Regions from separate parts of the Sus scrofa genome. Here region 2 is linked to region 1. A link is a contact called in public Hi-C data. All regions are on one chromosome and are shown on one strand. Each heading gives the region's core, a stretch centred on a gene start, on an enhancer-like site or on the middle of the called end of the contact. The rest is flanking DNA. Distances are from core to core; before and after follow the strand shown. Region 1 has its middle 64 kb from the start of DCBLD2. Region 2 has its middle 14 kb from the start of CPOX.

The links. Hi-C and Micro-C count contacts between places; a contact is called where the count stands out from the background.
Region 2: a Hi-C map of embryonic fibroblasts shows a contact between it and region 1, with 2.9 times the contacts expected there. The contact joins two enhancer-like sites. A contact is called at or near these places in 21 of 47 Hi-C or Micro-C datasets (adipocytes, alveolar macrophages, embryonic fibroblasts and 14 more) and 2 of 2 datasets of contacts at active chromatin or transcription factors (alveolar macrophages and skeletal muscle).

Annotation. Positions count from the first base shown.
Region 1 is chr13:159,995,764-160,003,649 of Sscrofa11.1, forward strand. No RefSeq gene overlaps it. Among named protein-coding and RNA genes, the nearest start is that of DCBLD2, 64 kb to the right of the region's middle. Within about 2 kb of position 2,963, at least 12 of the 83 cell types and tissues checked have an H3K27ac peak or open chromatin away from gene starts, as enhancers often do. A contact at or near this core is called in embryonic fibroblasts, where this site is marked.
Region 2 is chr13:160,314,856-160,322,741 of Sscrofa11.1, forward strand. No RefSeq gene overlaps it. Among named protein-coding and RNA genes, the nearest start is that of CPOX, 14 kb to the right of the region's middle. Within about 2 kb of position 4,061, at least 6 of the 83 cell types and tissues checked have an H3K27ac peak or open chromatin away from gene starts, as enhancers often do. A contact at or near this core is called in embryonic fibroblasts, where this site is marked.

The DNA of each region.
Region 1 (7,886 bases), core at 1,713-4,212:
TGGTATATGGAGGTTGCCAGGCTAGGAGATGAATCAGAGCTGTAGCCTCTAGCCTACACCACAGCCACAGCAACACCAGATCCAAGCTGCATTTTCGACCCACACCACAGCTCAAGGCAACACCAGATCCTCAACCCACTGAACGAGACCAGGGATCAAACCTGTGTCCTCATGGATACTAGTCAGATTCGTTTCTGCTGGGCCATGATGGGAACTCCAGGTTCAGAAATTATAAATAAGCAAAAATGAATTTAGAAAATAGCAGAGGTTGATATCTTTAGTATATAAAGAACTTTTTGCAAGTCAGTGAAAATGTGCAGCTGGAGAGAAAAATATAAGATCAATAATAATTTTAAGAATTCCAAGTCAGCTTACCACTGCTAAAGAGTTTTGAAATTTAGAATCAGCAGTTCTCTTCACTGTTTAGTATATTAGTAAACATTCTCAAATCCTATTGCCTGCAGTATATAGCATAACACCCAGTGGTATCAGCTAATAATTTCTCAGCCAACAAACATCTTATACCTTCAAATCATTCCCTAGACTTCAAACAACAGTAGCCATAGCCTGTAGACAATTCTAATGCCCTTTATTTAAGATCACTTGGAATAAATTTCTTTTAAATGTTAATACAGAAAAAATGCTATCACACTTGAAATGATCTTATATTTCCATTAAACAAATGAGATTCAAGTGGTCCTTTCTGATAGCCTGGACTGCTAAAAACTCAGAACTAAAAAAAAAAGAAAAAAAAAAAAAGATCAGTCATATACTCATGTGAATAGGATGTGTGAGGGTTATAATGTTGTCTTGGTAGGTTGCTTGCTTGCTTGTTTGTGTCTAAAACCCAAATTTGGGGCTCTTCTTTGGAATAAAACAGGCTTGTCCCTGTTTATAAGGCTATTTTGAGTTGCAAAAATTCTCTTTACATTTTTTCTTGTTTTACCATGTTTTCCCCTGTATTCCTCCATTTAATCTTGGCTGGCACAATTAAACAGGAAGTACCAGAACACTTTTCTCTTGCATCTGTAGTAGAAACCTTAGCAATAGACTGATCCAGGTCTATAATAGATACAAACTCTCTTTTGGTAATTACAATTTTCTGCTTAATTCTAAAGCGATATTGTATACATACATATCCAAACATTTGGGGGATACTGGAGAGATATAAATAATGAATAAATTAATTAATAATTTTCCTTTTCTTAAAAATGACAGTAGATAAAAGTTTAATCCTAAGAAAAAGAAGCACTGTAAATGTTTGGAGAAGGCCTCTAAATGTGGATTCTTCAAAGCAACGTTTGTATTCAAGGCCACCGATAAAAGATATATTGTATATGTGATAATTTCAGACCCTTCCACAAGGCAGAGAAAGGATTTATTTGCATGCTAATGAATGCCAAAATATAAGTAATTCCTCCCCTTATTCTCCTGCTAAATACTGACCACAAAGCTTAGATTCAATGCCAGTGTCTGAAAGCTGGTACTCAAAGTCATTGCTGGGAAAGAAAAAAGCTTTATGTGTCTGGCTGGCCCGAGGGACAAAGCCAAGGTTTTAGTCACATACAAGGCTTACATTCCAGCTGTGCAATCATCTCCCTCTGTGACCTCAGACAAACGATTATACTTCCACATTCCTATTTCTTCATCTATAAAAAATGTCAAGGAAAGTTTGGCAGAGGGGGAAAGAATCTCAATGTTCATGCTCAAACTATAGATCAAATTGTTATAATTAAACCCACAGCATAACCAAGTCCCACAAACCTATTGTAGATGCCATAATATTATATCATTTGTCACTTAAAATCTGCTTATATTCCATCTGGTACAGACACGAAGGTGATGTATTATTTAACCGGCAAAATAAATCCTATTAGAGTGCACTGCTGGCATTGTTCTTTCCCTGAATTCTTTTAACTCCTTCAAAACAAAATGTTCTTCTGGGAGCATAAAAAAATGATGGAATATACAGGACATGAAACGTTTTTAAGAGTGAATAGGTTTAGTTTTAATCAAAATCCCACTTCTACTTTTAATATTATCCTTCATCTGAGAATGTGAAAAAAAAAACTGATTGGATTATACTCTTGGATTAATAAGGGAAAATTGTTTCTAGTCTTAGTTCTGGGAATAATCAGGTATGTGACCTTGGACAATTATGACTGGTTTATAGGAGAAAATATTACAAAACCATTATGTATATACACTTAGAAGGCTTTATAATAGCATTGAAAATAATTATGGTATTAAACTAAAATCCCTTTAGAATATTTTTTGCATTTTTAATAAGTTAGGAAAATGTTCAAATAATATTAAGTGAAGAGCCAAGAAAGGGGGTACAAATTATGTGTTAGTGTTACCTTGGCTGCCAAGACTAAAAATGCTAAGACCAGGAGGAAATTCAACAAAATGTTAGCAATAGCTGTTTTATTATGTTGGTGGAATTGTAAACGACATCTTTCTCTTCTTTCAACATTTCTTTACAATGTAATATTCTCTAATACCAATATATTATCTTATTATTGGGAAAAAACTACTTACAAAAGAAATTATGTGACTCCTATGCAAAAAGAATACTTTAGCTTTCATCCACCTGTTAATCCTGCAGATAGTAGTGACAATTATTCCTGAGAATGCTCAGATAATCTCACATACCCCCAATTATTCAGAAACAAAATATTAGTGATATCCTACACCTTGCAAAAATTGATTTCCAGGTATTGTTATTTGCTCTGCTCATTACTCAAGTCAAGTGATACTGAATCAGGGTTGGCAGCGAGGGAATAATTGCCCTCACTACAGATCAGGAAGCCATCAACTCCACCGGAAGAGATTACGGTGCGTAGCAGTGACACACTGAGAAACATCTTATTTATGAAGCCACAAAATAACTTCCTAAAGAGACCATTAAGTCATGCCTAGAAAATGTATCAGCAAACCTCTGTGGCCTTATTACCCAGCCTCCTTCTTAGAGGAAACCACCTCCCTTTCCCACAGAGGAGTCATGAGTGGTCAGCTATAGAGCCACCACAACTGTACAAATGCTCCAAAAGAGCTCTCCAGTGTCTCTCTGAAAGGCACACACAAAGCTCTTTCCTAGTGCAACTGTGACCCATTCTTTCACTTATTATATGTTATCAAGTACTAAATATGTGCTAACCCCAAGAGACAAAAATATCTTCTCACTTAAACATGAAAAACAAGTAGAATTTGACTTTGGCAAGTTACAACTTGAAGTTTGCCTCAAGGCATTATTTTTAGTTATTTATATATATGTATTTAATTATTGTTCTTTTTTTAATTTTCAATATTTATTCTTCTCATTAGAAGAAGCTGCATTTCAAGGTCAGAAAGATCTGGGCTTGAATCCTGACAGGAAAAATATTAATGGTTTGACTTGATTAATTTACATAACCTTTCCAAACTTTTATTACTTATCTACAGTGGAACTAATAAGATTGATGACATGTAAAAATCATTGTTTATCTTCAATAAATGTTATTTGCCTTTGTTGTTAACGATATATATTTATTAAGGATTAAATGTAATAAGAAAGGCATATTTCAACAAAAATCATTGCTACTTCAAAAGCACACAAAAAGAATAATCAATTTATCTAATCAGATCAGGGTGCTGCAAAGGAATTGATGGAGAACAACCCATTAGTCCCTCAGTTACTTGTAATAAACTGAAATCATTCTAGACTTTTTTTTAAAAAAAGAGACATTTATTTATTTATTTATTTGTCTTTTTGACTTTTCCGGGGCCCCTTCCCGCTGCATATGGAGGTTCCCAGGCTAGGGATCTAATAGGATCTGTAGCCACCGGCCTACGCCAGAGCCACAGCAATGCCAGATCCAAGCCGAGTCCACGACCTACACCACAGCTCATGACAACGCCAGATCCTCAACCCACTGAGCAAAGCCAGAGATTGAACCCGCAACCTCATGGTTCCTAGTTAGATTCGTTAACCACTGTGCCACGACGGGAACTCCCACTCTAGACTTTTAACATTTGTTTTTAGCTATATCTGACAGAAGCACTAATTTCAGCATAGAAGCCCCCCAAATAAGTTACTGACTCAAAAGGAAGGTATTCTACTAGAACCACCTCTCTCTGATCTGTCCAAACTGCTAGGAAACAGATAAACCAACAGCAACCTCACATACTGTTGAATTTTGGCTAAGGCTACATGCTGGAAAGAGGCAACCAGCTCAACCAGCCTGAAGCACACACATCAAGGAAACAAGAAAGAAGAGAACACTTTTTATCTTCATTTACTGGTTTCTGCATAGTAGGAGACAACCTAAGAGATTCTGAATGAAAACAGAAGGGCTCCTTTCTTCAATGTAAGAGAGAAAATTCCATTCATTTTGTTCGTTTTGCTGAAGGTGAGGGTACTCAGAGGAATGGTGTAGGAATGATGTTTGAAGGAGGTAATAGATCACAAGCTGAAGCATTTCTATTTATGCCATCCTCATTTCATTTAAAACTTGTAACATATGCATGACCTAAGCATTTTACAGATGTGGAAGGCAAAGTAGATAAGGTCACCCTGCAAAAAAATGGGGGAAGGCAGGATTGATCCTTAATTTCCTGATTCCTAGGCCAGGGTTGATTCCTATCATCACAGGTAACCTAACAGACCTCTTGCCAAAGAACTAAGCTCAATATTTGGCAAACTGGAATAGAGAAATTTGTTTATATTTGTTACATTGTTTTGTTATAGGATCCTGTCACATGTGAAATGACAAATTTGTTTTGGTTGCACCCTTAGGGTTAATGTAAACAGTAGATATCAACAAAGTAGTGTGAAGAAATACACAAAGAAATTACATGTGGATGTTAATTATTAAAGGATCACTTAGGTGATAAAATAAATCATCAAGATTTCCCTTTCTAGAGGAATGAGCAAACAGAGGGAAAACATGATTTATCATACCTATCTTTCTTTGGATCACTTCCCCTCAAATTCAAATGACTTTTTCTTTCTTTCTTTCCTTCCTTCTTTCTTTAAATGGCTGCACCTGTGGCATATCCCTGGCCAGGGACTGACTCTAAGCCTCAGCTGCAACCATTCATTGTAGTTGCACCAACACCAGATTCTTTAGCCCACTGCATCGGGCTGGATTTGAACCCATGCCTCCACAGCAACCAGAACCGCTGCAGTCAGATTCTTAACCCACCGTGCCACAGTAGCAATTCCTCAAATGAATTGTTTTATTCCTACGTAATTTCCTCCTTGAAACTCTTTGATATTCAGATTAATTAAAATGTGTGAAGCCCACCGTTTGCTGAGAGTAAAGGAAAACTCTAACTCCATTCACAGCTCACTATCTGCTCTTTTTGATCCATCTTTATGTTCCTGTCTCAGGAGAGGCAGGCCTGACCCTTCCTGACCTCTATAGCTTACTTTTCCTTAGAGATAGAATTACTTGATCCCTACCTGAAGACTCCGCCCCTTACTCCCAATATAAGAGACCAATCCTGACATACGGCAGAAAAGACATAAATAATGCCAGTTCTGTTTTAGCACCCATCATCCTGTGATACTTGCTCTTAGCTGGGTCATACACTTGCATTCCCATCTCTAACTGTAAGGAATTAGAGGACAGCAACCATGTCTTATCTTCCTTTGTACCCTCAGAACCTAGTATATTGATGGCACACAGTAGTCATTCAAAACATGTTTGCTGACTGACCGGCTGACTAAGTGAACTGAACTTCTGCCTTGTTCCTGAAACCCAGTCACCACTATTTTCATGACTTTGTCCCTGCTCTGATCCCTGTTGGTTACCTTCCCAGAATTGTAGCTCTTCTAGGACTCAGGGCCCTCCCTTTTTCACTCTTGGAAATTCATTCATAGATGTTAATTCCTGTCCTTGAGCATCCTACTGCAAATTTTTGACAGTGGTACAGTTCGCTTAGCTTACTGGATTGCCAAATGCCACCACTCCCTAACTCCACCATCACTCTGACTTTGTGACTTGCTGGGACACTGCATCACCTTTATAGAATCTCCTGGGGGTTGTCTTTGCCTAGACTATCATTTTGATGAGTGTAATATATAATACCAGATGTCTTTTGCTTATCAATTATGTGTATGCATAAAAATTGATTAGCAAAGTTACTTATTTTTATAAAAATGAAATGATTTACATCATACCACCACCTATTCCACTTGCCTATAAAACCTACAACTATCCAAATTATATCAGGATTCCAATGAAATAATCTGTTAAATGCAAAAAACGAGATAGGCAAAATAAATTTTACTTATCCACACAGAATAATTACGTCACCTCAAAACCTCTTATTTTCCTTAGGAAAGTTGTTTGTGTGTGCCTTTGTGTATGTGCCTATGTGTGTGGGGGGGTGGGGGTTTAGTGAGTTGAACTGTCTCTACCATTTATATTTCTTTCCAAGTTTTTGTTTGTTTGTTTGTTTGTTTGGCTTTTTGTCTTTTTGTCCTTTCTAGGGCCTCACGCGCGGCACATGGAGGTTCCCAGGCTAGGGGTCTAATCGGAGCTGCAGTTGCCAGCCTACGCCAGAGCCACAGCAACGCCAGATCCAAGCCGCATCTGCGACCTACACCACAGCTCACGGCAATGCTGGATCCTTAACCCACTGAGCAAGGCCAGATATTGAACCTCATGCTTCCTAGTTGGATTTGTTAACCACTGCGCCATGACGGAAACTCCCCTTTCCAGTTTAAATAACAGGTCAGTCAACACATTTCCTCATATTGAAAGTTTTAGTACTAAATTCTTGCTTCATCTTATTTCCAATAAAATTAAAAAAAAAATCTAATGAGCTAAAGCAAATCAGAGTTTGGGGAGTTCCTTTGTTTTAAATTCAACCAATGATTCAGTTCATCAAGGAATCTGTAGACCCATGTGGCTTGGCCTTGATCACTAGAAACTCACCTCTAACACAACATCACAACATCAAAAAAAACAAAAAACAAAAAAACAAAAAACCTATGCCAGACCACTACCTATGAACAATAAGATGAATAATTAGTAAAGTTCCCTAGAACTTGGGGAAAATCAGAGAAACTTGTCACCTTCACAAAATATTGGAAAACATTGTCACCAGTTTAGAATTCTTTCTGAGTCATTGAGTAATGAGTTGTTTTAAGAGCATTTTCACTTGCTAAGAGGAAGCTGACTCATGGTTTCAAAGACAAGTTGGTGCCAAGGTTAAGGCAGAGCAGTGAGTCCATTTTATTTACCTCAATGTCTCTAAACCAGTTGTTTGGAAAAATCTGCTTAATCTTCCTCAAAGGTCCCCATTAGCAGAAGGATCACAAGGTCATATTTGTCCATCTAAGGCCACATCCTGCAGCCAGCAATGTCCAAGGAGAGAATTCCTCAGAGGAAAGAATGATGTTCATTTCATAATCATTCTTGTTAATAGTGAGATAAAACACTCAAGTGAAAATATTTTCTTTAACATGTCTTCACCACATGAGAAAATATAGGAGATTAGATCTAACATTTAAGGATAAAAGGACATTAAAATACTATCATCCTTAACTTCAACTTCAAAATCTAACTAGGTCCCAAAGTGTTAGAAAGGGATCATTTTACAGAGGTCAGACTTTCCCATTACCTTGATTTAAACTCCAGGGGAAGTAAACGGTGCATTGAGTTTTCATGCAAATATGGTAAAATATGATAATTACATTTAAATTTATCTCCATGGCTGATTAATGTAGAAAGTCATGAGGAGAAAGATGGATGTAGTGCAAGTCGTTTGATTGCTTTTAATTGCCATAATGTTTCTGAGTATAGTAGAGCATGCCTTTTTCTCAGATGTAGAGGAGGAAAAAGCCTCTTTTGCCCTTTTTTGTGAGTGCAAAGTGTTCTTCACTGGGCTGGGTT
Region 2 (7,886 bases), core at 2,811-5,310, 320 kb after region 1:
TGCATTTTGGAAAAGCAGATTCCAAAAGTTCCCAAAAATCATGGCAGAGGGAGAAAGCAGAGAATTCATTGAGTCTTTAAAATAAATCTTTAAAAGAAAAGATGGAATATAATTCATCTTGGCACTGAGTGGGTCCTTTAAAATGTTTATGAATGAAAGAGTAAAGGTAGTTCAATGGGAAATCTTAAAAGCTAAGATATTGGAAGTGATTCTGATGAAAATAAGAAAGATGACATCCACAGAAATCCATGTGCCTGCACACATGTCCTGCAGTCCAGACTTAGCATGGCTATCATATCTTCCAGAAGATACTTTCTGATTTTCACAGTCTGGGTTTGGGATCCACATCTTTGTGCTCCTTGGCTGTGTAGAAATTCTTCGCCCACATTTGCAACTACTTGCTTACCTCTATGTATTCTGTACTAGTTCATGAGCTCCTTGAAGGCAGTTGCTGGATCATGGCTTGGGATTGCCACCATCAAGCACAAACCAGGACACTGTGGGTTGTCAATAGATATCCATTCACTGCAAGTGAATAAGTCAGTGGAGAAACATAAAAAGATGGAAGACAGATGTGTGGGGGAAGAGGTAAAAATGTAAAAGAAATAGGAAATGTGTTAGGTATCATGAGCATAAATATAAATTTAAAGCTTACACCAGCAAGAAGAGTTTTTGAGGAGGGAAATACATGGTAGGGTTAGGAGATGGAGATGTTTTTGACAAAAAAGAACAAAGTTGAGAAAGAAACACATACTAATGGGACAAAAAGTGCAATGTTAGACAAGGACAGAGAGAAAGCAGAGCAACTAAAATGTTATATCAAAGAGAAAGACATGTCAAACAAAAATCTCAGGAGTTCCCGTCGTGGCGCAGTGGTTAACGAATCCGACTAAGAACCATGAGGTTGCGGGTTCGGTCCCTGCCCTTGCTCAGTGGGTTAACGATCCGGCGTTGCCATGAGCTGTGGTGTAGGTTGCAGACGCAGCTCAGATCCCGCGTTGCTGTGGCTCTGGCGTAGGCCGGTGGCTACATCTCCGATTCAACCCCTAGCCTGGGAACCTCCATATGCCGCAGGAGCAGCCCAAGAAATAGCAACAACAACAACAAAAGACAAAAGACAAAAACAAACAAACAAACAAACAAAATCTCAAATGTTAATAGTAGTAGCAGGGAAGTAGGAAGCAGAGGCAAATCCAAATAGACTGTTAAGAAATCAAAGTGTACCTAGGTAATTTAAATCAGGGGTCATGTCCAGATCTAGGTGAATTTTATTCTTTGATTGGAATAATGTCCTCTGGAAATGACTTAGGAAGTAGTATTGGCAATGTTTAAAGAATATTGGAGAGAAATGCCAAAATACAACTGAAGAGTTTTATATCTTGGTGGAGAAAGTTCAGATTGCACTAGGTGATAATATGTATATTTACACCAATTGGCATCTGAAAATCAAAGGTAGATTTTATTGGATTGGGAACAACGTAGCACAAGGCTTGGTGACATGTTACAAGGCATTAAACTCCACTTTATCTTCTTTCCAATTTATCTTTCTGAAGTCAACAATTTGGATGAACAGAATTTTATGCTCTAATCAAACTTACAAAAATCATAAATCTGGACATACATGATGACATACCAAAGGCCAAGAGAACTCATCTGGTTAAACCCAATTGACTGAAGCTAACATAATGAAACATAACTAAAGATGAGTATAAAATTCTATATTTCAGTTCAGTGAATTGATAACTCATAAACCGAGGAAGATCCTATTGAACAGCAGTTCATATAAAAAAGACTTATGTTTTTAATTGGTTGAAAGTGCAGTATGACCAAAGAGCTGAAGGCAAAATAAATTCTATTCACTGTTTTGCCCTCAGACAGATAAAGACCTGTTCTATTGGATGTTGGATCTATACAATTGCAGAGGCCACTATGTACAGAGAAGAGATAAGGAATTTTAGCTCTTGGTCTCATTCCTCAGAATCTCCTCTTGCTTGGCCTGGAGTTGCTCCTCAAGGTGCTCCCTTGATTTTAGACCTGCAGGTCTCGGTCTGGTCTGCCAGCAGCTTCTTGCTGGGCTTGTCTGTTTTGGGGTTGTTTGTTTCACATTCAGGCTGTTGTATATTCAGCAGTGGTCTTATATTCATGGTATCTACTGAGCAGCCATGGCAGAATTCTCATCCAGGCTACCTTCTCAGCAACATTGAGTGTGGATAGTACATTTTGCACGCTATGTCCCCATGCTTGCCCTCAAGACAGGCCAAGGTGTTTTCCCAGCCTTCAGCCTGAGAATAGACAGTCACAGACTTCCAGATGATCGACCCATTTTAGATCAGCTTCCAAACCTACTGCTGGGAGTTGACAATGGTGATTTCACTGGTCAACTTTGGGTCCAACCAGACCTTTTTGGTGTGGTGAAAGATAGTGGAGGTGGGCCTCTTCTGAAGCCCCATGGCTGCAGTTCAGTTTTCAGTAAGCCATTTTCATGACCAGATCACAGGAAATAACTAGTTCTCTTGTAACTGCAATGACTCTGTTCTCAGGGTCCACCATTCAACACACATCTAACACTTCCCAAAGTAGCTGATTTGTGCTATATGGTAAGAAAGGTAAACAAAGACTTGGGAGCTTTTTGTTTAACATTTTTGTTATATTTGTATTTAATTCTGGTGCTACATTTTCAGATATTGGTGAACTATTGCATAACTGAATGAAGGATAGTTTCATTTATTTCAATATTTATGTTATAAAGTAATAGGATTTAGAAATGCTTAAATGTTGATGAAATGGATGGATAAAAATCCTTTACAACAACCCTGCAAAACAAGGTTCTTAGCTATGGGAAAAGCAAGATCTAAGAGAGGTTAAGTCACATACCTACAGTCATACAGCTAATTAGCAGCAAAGTGAATTTTGAACTCCTCTCCGTTTGACTCCAAAAATCCAGGCTTTTTCTAATGTGTCATTCATCCCACTGGATTCATATAAATGCTTTTTTTTCTGATTTATTTATGTAAGACTATGAAAAGACCTATAAGGATACAAATATTTAAAATACATTTAGTAATACTTATGGGCTCATATTGAAAAAATGAAAATATAGTATACAAAATATAGAATTTCATATTTTATAATATCAACATATTATAAAATAATATATCACACCAAATAATTCTGGGTACAGTATGATATATGAAATTTCTTCTCTAATTCTTCAGATATACCTATTATTTCTAAATTGTTCCCTATAGGCTGGAACTTTATTACATATAATTCTAGTAATAGTATATGAAATTATAGCCTTCAAAATAAATACAGTTTTTATATATGAACTCTAAGGAAAATAATAATCGTTTACTTTAATAGACTCAAGGAAATAGTAATAAACATGCATTGTGACTTCATATGATAATGGATATATAAACAAATATATTTCACAGAAAATAAAATGCACAAGCAATAAGAATACATTAGTACGCTAGACTGCATCCGCTTTAGACTACATCGTTTCTCTGGAGACATAATCACAAGTGTAGAAAACTTGTATCTCAAGTCACTGTAAAAGCCATTACCATAGCTTTAATTGACAAATGTTGGTTTGTTGTGGTTCACTTAAATGCATGTTTCAATGAAAAAAAAAAAAAAAGAATCCTACTTTTGTATATTCCCCTTGCCCACCAAAACAGCCTGGCCATCATCCAACAGAAGGGAAATTATGATCTCTAAAAGAGATTCGATTATATGAAATTGTTCTTCTTAAAATAAGAGCAGACAATTGCATGAACTTTTCAACACTGGTTTCAAACACACACACACACACACACACACACACACACACACACACACACACACACATCACCACCACCACCACTAAGAATAGCAACCCAAAACTTCTAAACAATGATCTGTGGTCTGGACAATTCTTGGTTTGCATCTTAAAGTGCTAGAACTCCTGGACTGCTGGGGAAAAATGCTTGGTATTTAGTGTGAAAGCCTTGGCTGTTTCTTAGAGGAACATGTGTTTGGTTTTGGATTTCAGCATTATATGATTCAGTGGCTAGAAACAGGACTGCTGAACTAAGAGCCAACATGAACATGTGTTTCAGCTGGGAGAGGGTCATGCAGGGATTAGTCTCAGGTGTTGGGAGAAGAGTTATGAAAGTGGGTGTCTGTGATCTGTGAAGTTCATTGGCAAAAGCTAAAATGCTGGCTGGAATGATGGGAATATGATCTTAAACAAAACTTGTAGGGACAAAAAGTATTTTAAAACATTCCTCAGGCCTTTGTTTTTTTCCCATGCCCTTTTCCTCTAAGAAATCTAGATTAATGGATAACATTTTATAATTTATTTTTATTTTTTAAAATAAAAATGTATTTTTAAAATTAAAAAAAAATTATTTTCCTATACTTTTATTATCTTCATTCTCACAAACTGGACCAGAATAGGAGACTTTAAATGAATAACATTATGAGCTGTATTGTTAAGAATGTATGCTTTACAAAAGGCAGCATGGGTTTGAATCCTGTTTTGCCACTTTATTTAATTGAGGCACTCTTCTAGGCCCTGGGAATGGAGCAGTAAACAAAACAGACAATTCCTGCCATAACAAACCACACCTAGTAGCTTCAGGACATTAACTACACTGTAACTCAGCTTCCTCCCCAGTGGGGGTTATAAAGGTACTTACTTCTTGGGCATGTTTCAAGCTTTAACTGAGTTGCTTTACATGAAATGCTTAGAACAGAGCAATGCCCATAGAAAACATTGAATAAATATTAGCTATTACAATAAGACTTTGTTGTGGTTAACTTGTTTTACTGCGAAGCATAACACACATACAAGCTCCTCTAGCCAAGCCTTTTCCTTAGGCTCTGCTTCGGGGGAATCCAAACTTTGACACAGCCCTTCATTGACTATGCATGTTCTACATATCTTCTCCCTCTCTGTGGCTTGCATTTTACTCTTATTTATTTATTTTTTTATTGTTATTTCCCCAATACATTTTTTTTCTACTGTACATCATGGTGACCCAGTTACACATACATGTATACATTCTTTTTTCTCCCATTAGCAAGTGACTAGACATAGTTTTCAGTGCTATACAGCAGGATCTCATTGCTAATCCATTCCAAAAGCAATAGTTAACTCCAAGCACCCAATCCATCCCACTCCCTCCCCCTCCCCCTTGCAACCACAAGTCTATTCTCCAAGTCCATGATTTTCTTTTCCATGGAAAGGTTCATTTGTGCCATATATTAGATTCCAAATATAAGGGATATCATATGGTATTTGTCTAGGCTCTTTTGATTAAAAGAAGTTCTTGATTTTCATTTAGATAAATTTCTCAATCTTAAGTATTTTTTGTGTCTTGGTCATGAAACCCTTCACTACCCCAAAATCAGAAAGATGTTCTTCTATATTCTCTTCCAAAAACTTAATTTTTAAACTCTGGTATTGAGAGTTGTAGCCCATCTGGAATTGATTCTGTGTGTGGTGAGTGGTAAGGGAAAATTTCTTACTTGTTTCATAGGGTATCTAGTTGGCTATGTTGGGAGAACAATGGCCCTGCAAAAATATCCTTGTCTTAGTCCCTGGAACCTCATAATATGTTAGCCTCCATGGCAAAGGGAACTATACAGATGTGACTCTGAGATGAACAGTTTATCCTGGTATGTCTGAGTGGGCCCAGCCCAACCAGATGGAACCCTAATATAGAATCTTTCCAAGCTGTGGCCAAAAGGAGACTTAATTAGGGAATTATAGTCAGGGAGATAGAATATTGCTGGCTTTGAAGATGATGGAAGGAGCCAAAATCTGATGCAGACTGGGGAATGTGGGTGGTTTCAGGAATCTGAAAATGGCAAGGAAACAGATTTTCTTCTTCTAGAACCTCAAGAAAAGAACACAGCCCTGCTAATATTTTGATTTCATAACAGCGAGGCCTGTGTTGGACTTCTGACCTAAAAAATTGTAAGGTAATACAATTATTTTAAGCCACTAAGTTTATTGGTTATTTGTTTTGGCAGATACAGAAAATTAATATATTGACCCAGCACTATTTATTCAAAAGACCATATTTTATCCAGTGTAGCTTTGCTACTTTGAACAAGTTCTGGGCCAGAGATTCCAAAGTTCCAAAGTTTGCCTCTCTTTCTATTGGGAACCCTTCTCTGGATCTAAATTAAACCTACCTCTCACCCCTCACATTCCAATTTGTCTTGTTCTTGACACACTGATCCAACTCTGAAGAAACCATTAAGAAAATGCTTTCCAAACTCTATTCTCTACCATGCATTTGAAGAATAACATTCAATTTTATTTCTATGCTTCCCCCTATTGCTTTTACACTCTATTCAAATTATTACTAATTCTCTAGGACTCATTTTTTTTTGTCCTCTGTAAAATGGAAGAATTTGTTGAATCGTAATTTTCAGATTTTGCTCCTCTAAGTCCTAGGCAGTGGAAAAATTAGTTTACATCATAAGTGTTGGAGGTGTGACAAACAGGGGAGGCATTGACCAGCCTGAAAACCTCTTCAGTCAAAATTGCTCCACTTTCTCTTCACATATTAATTGAACTTCTTCACAGGATTTCATTTGAAGTGGTCTGATACTAAAACAAATTTGAAAACCATTGGATTAAGTTTTTTCTGGCTATAAGCAATCCAAGACAATATCCCATGATTCTGCAATCTTAATAGAGAGAAGAGCTGTTTTATCTATTTACACTTTGCATGTTTCAGAGACTTAGAAACATATGTTTCTAAGAAATGCAATGACTAGGTACGTGCATGATATATAAGGTTTGGCTGAATGCAAGTAGTAACTGATCTGGCAGAGGGGACCTGCACGTTTTGCCAGAGGAGGAATGCACAAGGCCAAGGTGGTAAAGTGAGAGAGATTTACTAGGGCATCAGAGGGAGATGGGCTGAGTTCAAGATGGTGTCAACCTCAACTGTGAGGAGGTGCTAGGCTTATAAAGGATCTGTAGCAGGAATCTGTGGCTGGAATCTGTGGCTGAAGTTCACGATGACGGTAACTTGTGGCAGGAACAATGAAGAAGGAGGAGGGGAAGGTCAAGGGAGGGGTAGGGGGTCGAGTCCCAGGACAGAGGGCAGTTAATCCTTTCAGTTGCTTCCTCTATGCAGGTGGTTGTTTTCTGCAGGCGATTGTGGCTTTCTGCCCTTGAGCATCCACTTTCCCGGAAGTGTGTAGATCTTGTGTAGGTCTTGGGCCAGGTGGTACAGATGTCCGCAGCAGGTCTCCAAGGTGAACAACCATGTTTGGGGGGTGGGGGTAGGGTCTGTCTCCATCCTCCTGGGAATCTAATAGGCCCCAGAGATGGATTCTTTTCTCATAAAATCATTCATAGACACTCCTCAGGAACTAGAGAAAAGACTCATGTTGCTATTTTCCCTAGCACTGTTGACTCTTCTAATCTGATGGCATTAGAACAGTGGTGGTGAATTCTACCTAAAGCCAATGAGAATGTGACTAGCTTTCCCCTCCTCCTTCACTCCTTCTGCCCCTCCTCTGCACACCCACTCCCCGCTGCAGCTTTTCCCATTCTGTCTGTGGATGTGATAGAACAGAACTGGTTTATTTTAATATCTCCTGGGTCAGACACTTCAAAGCTTCCATGGTTCCTGGAAATCTACTCCAACCTCTGCAGGATCACCAGTCGAGATACAGATTGTGCCCCCTTGGCAGCATCTGATGTGTGGAAAGCAGTCCAGTTTTATCTTGGTGACTGCATAGCTAATGGGAGTGTTTTTTGCCGGATTGGCTACCTCAGAATCTAGGAAGAATAAATGCCTGCTGGGTACTGCATATTCTACGGTGTTTATAAATCACAGGGTAGGGTGGCAGCAGAGTGGGTTTTTTTAATT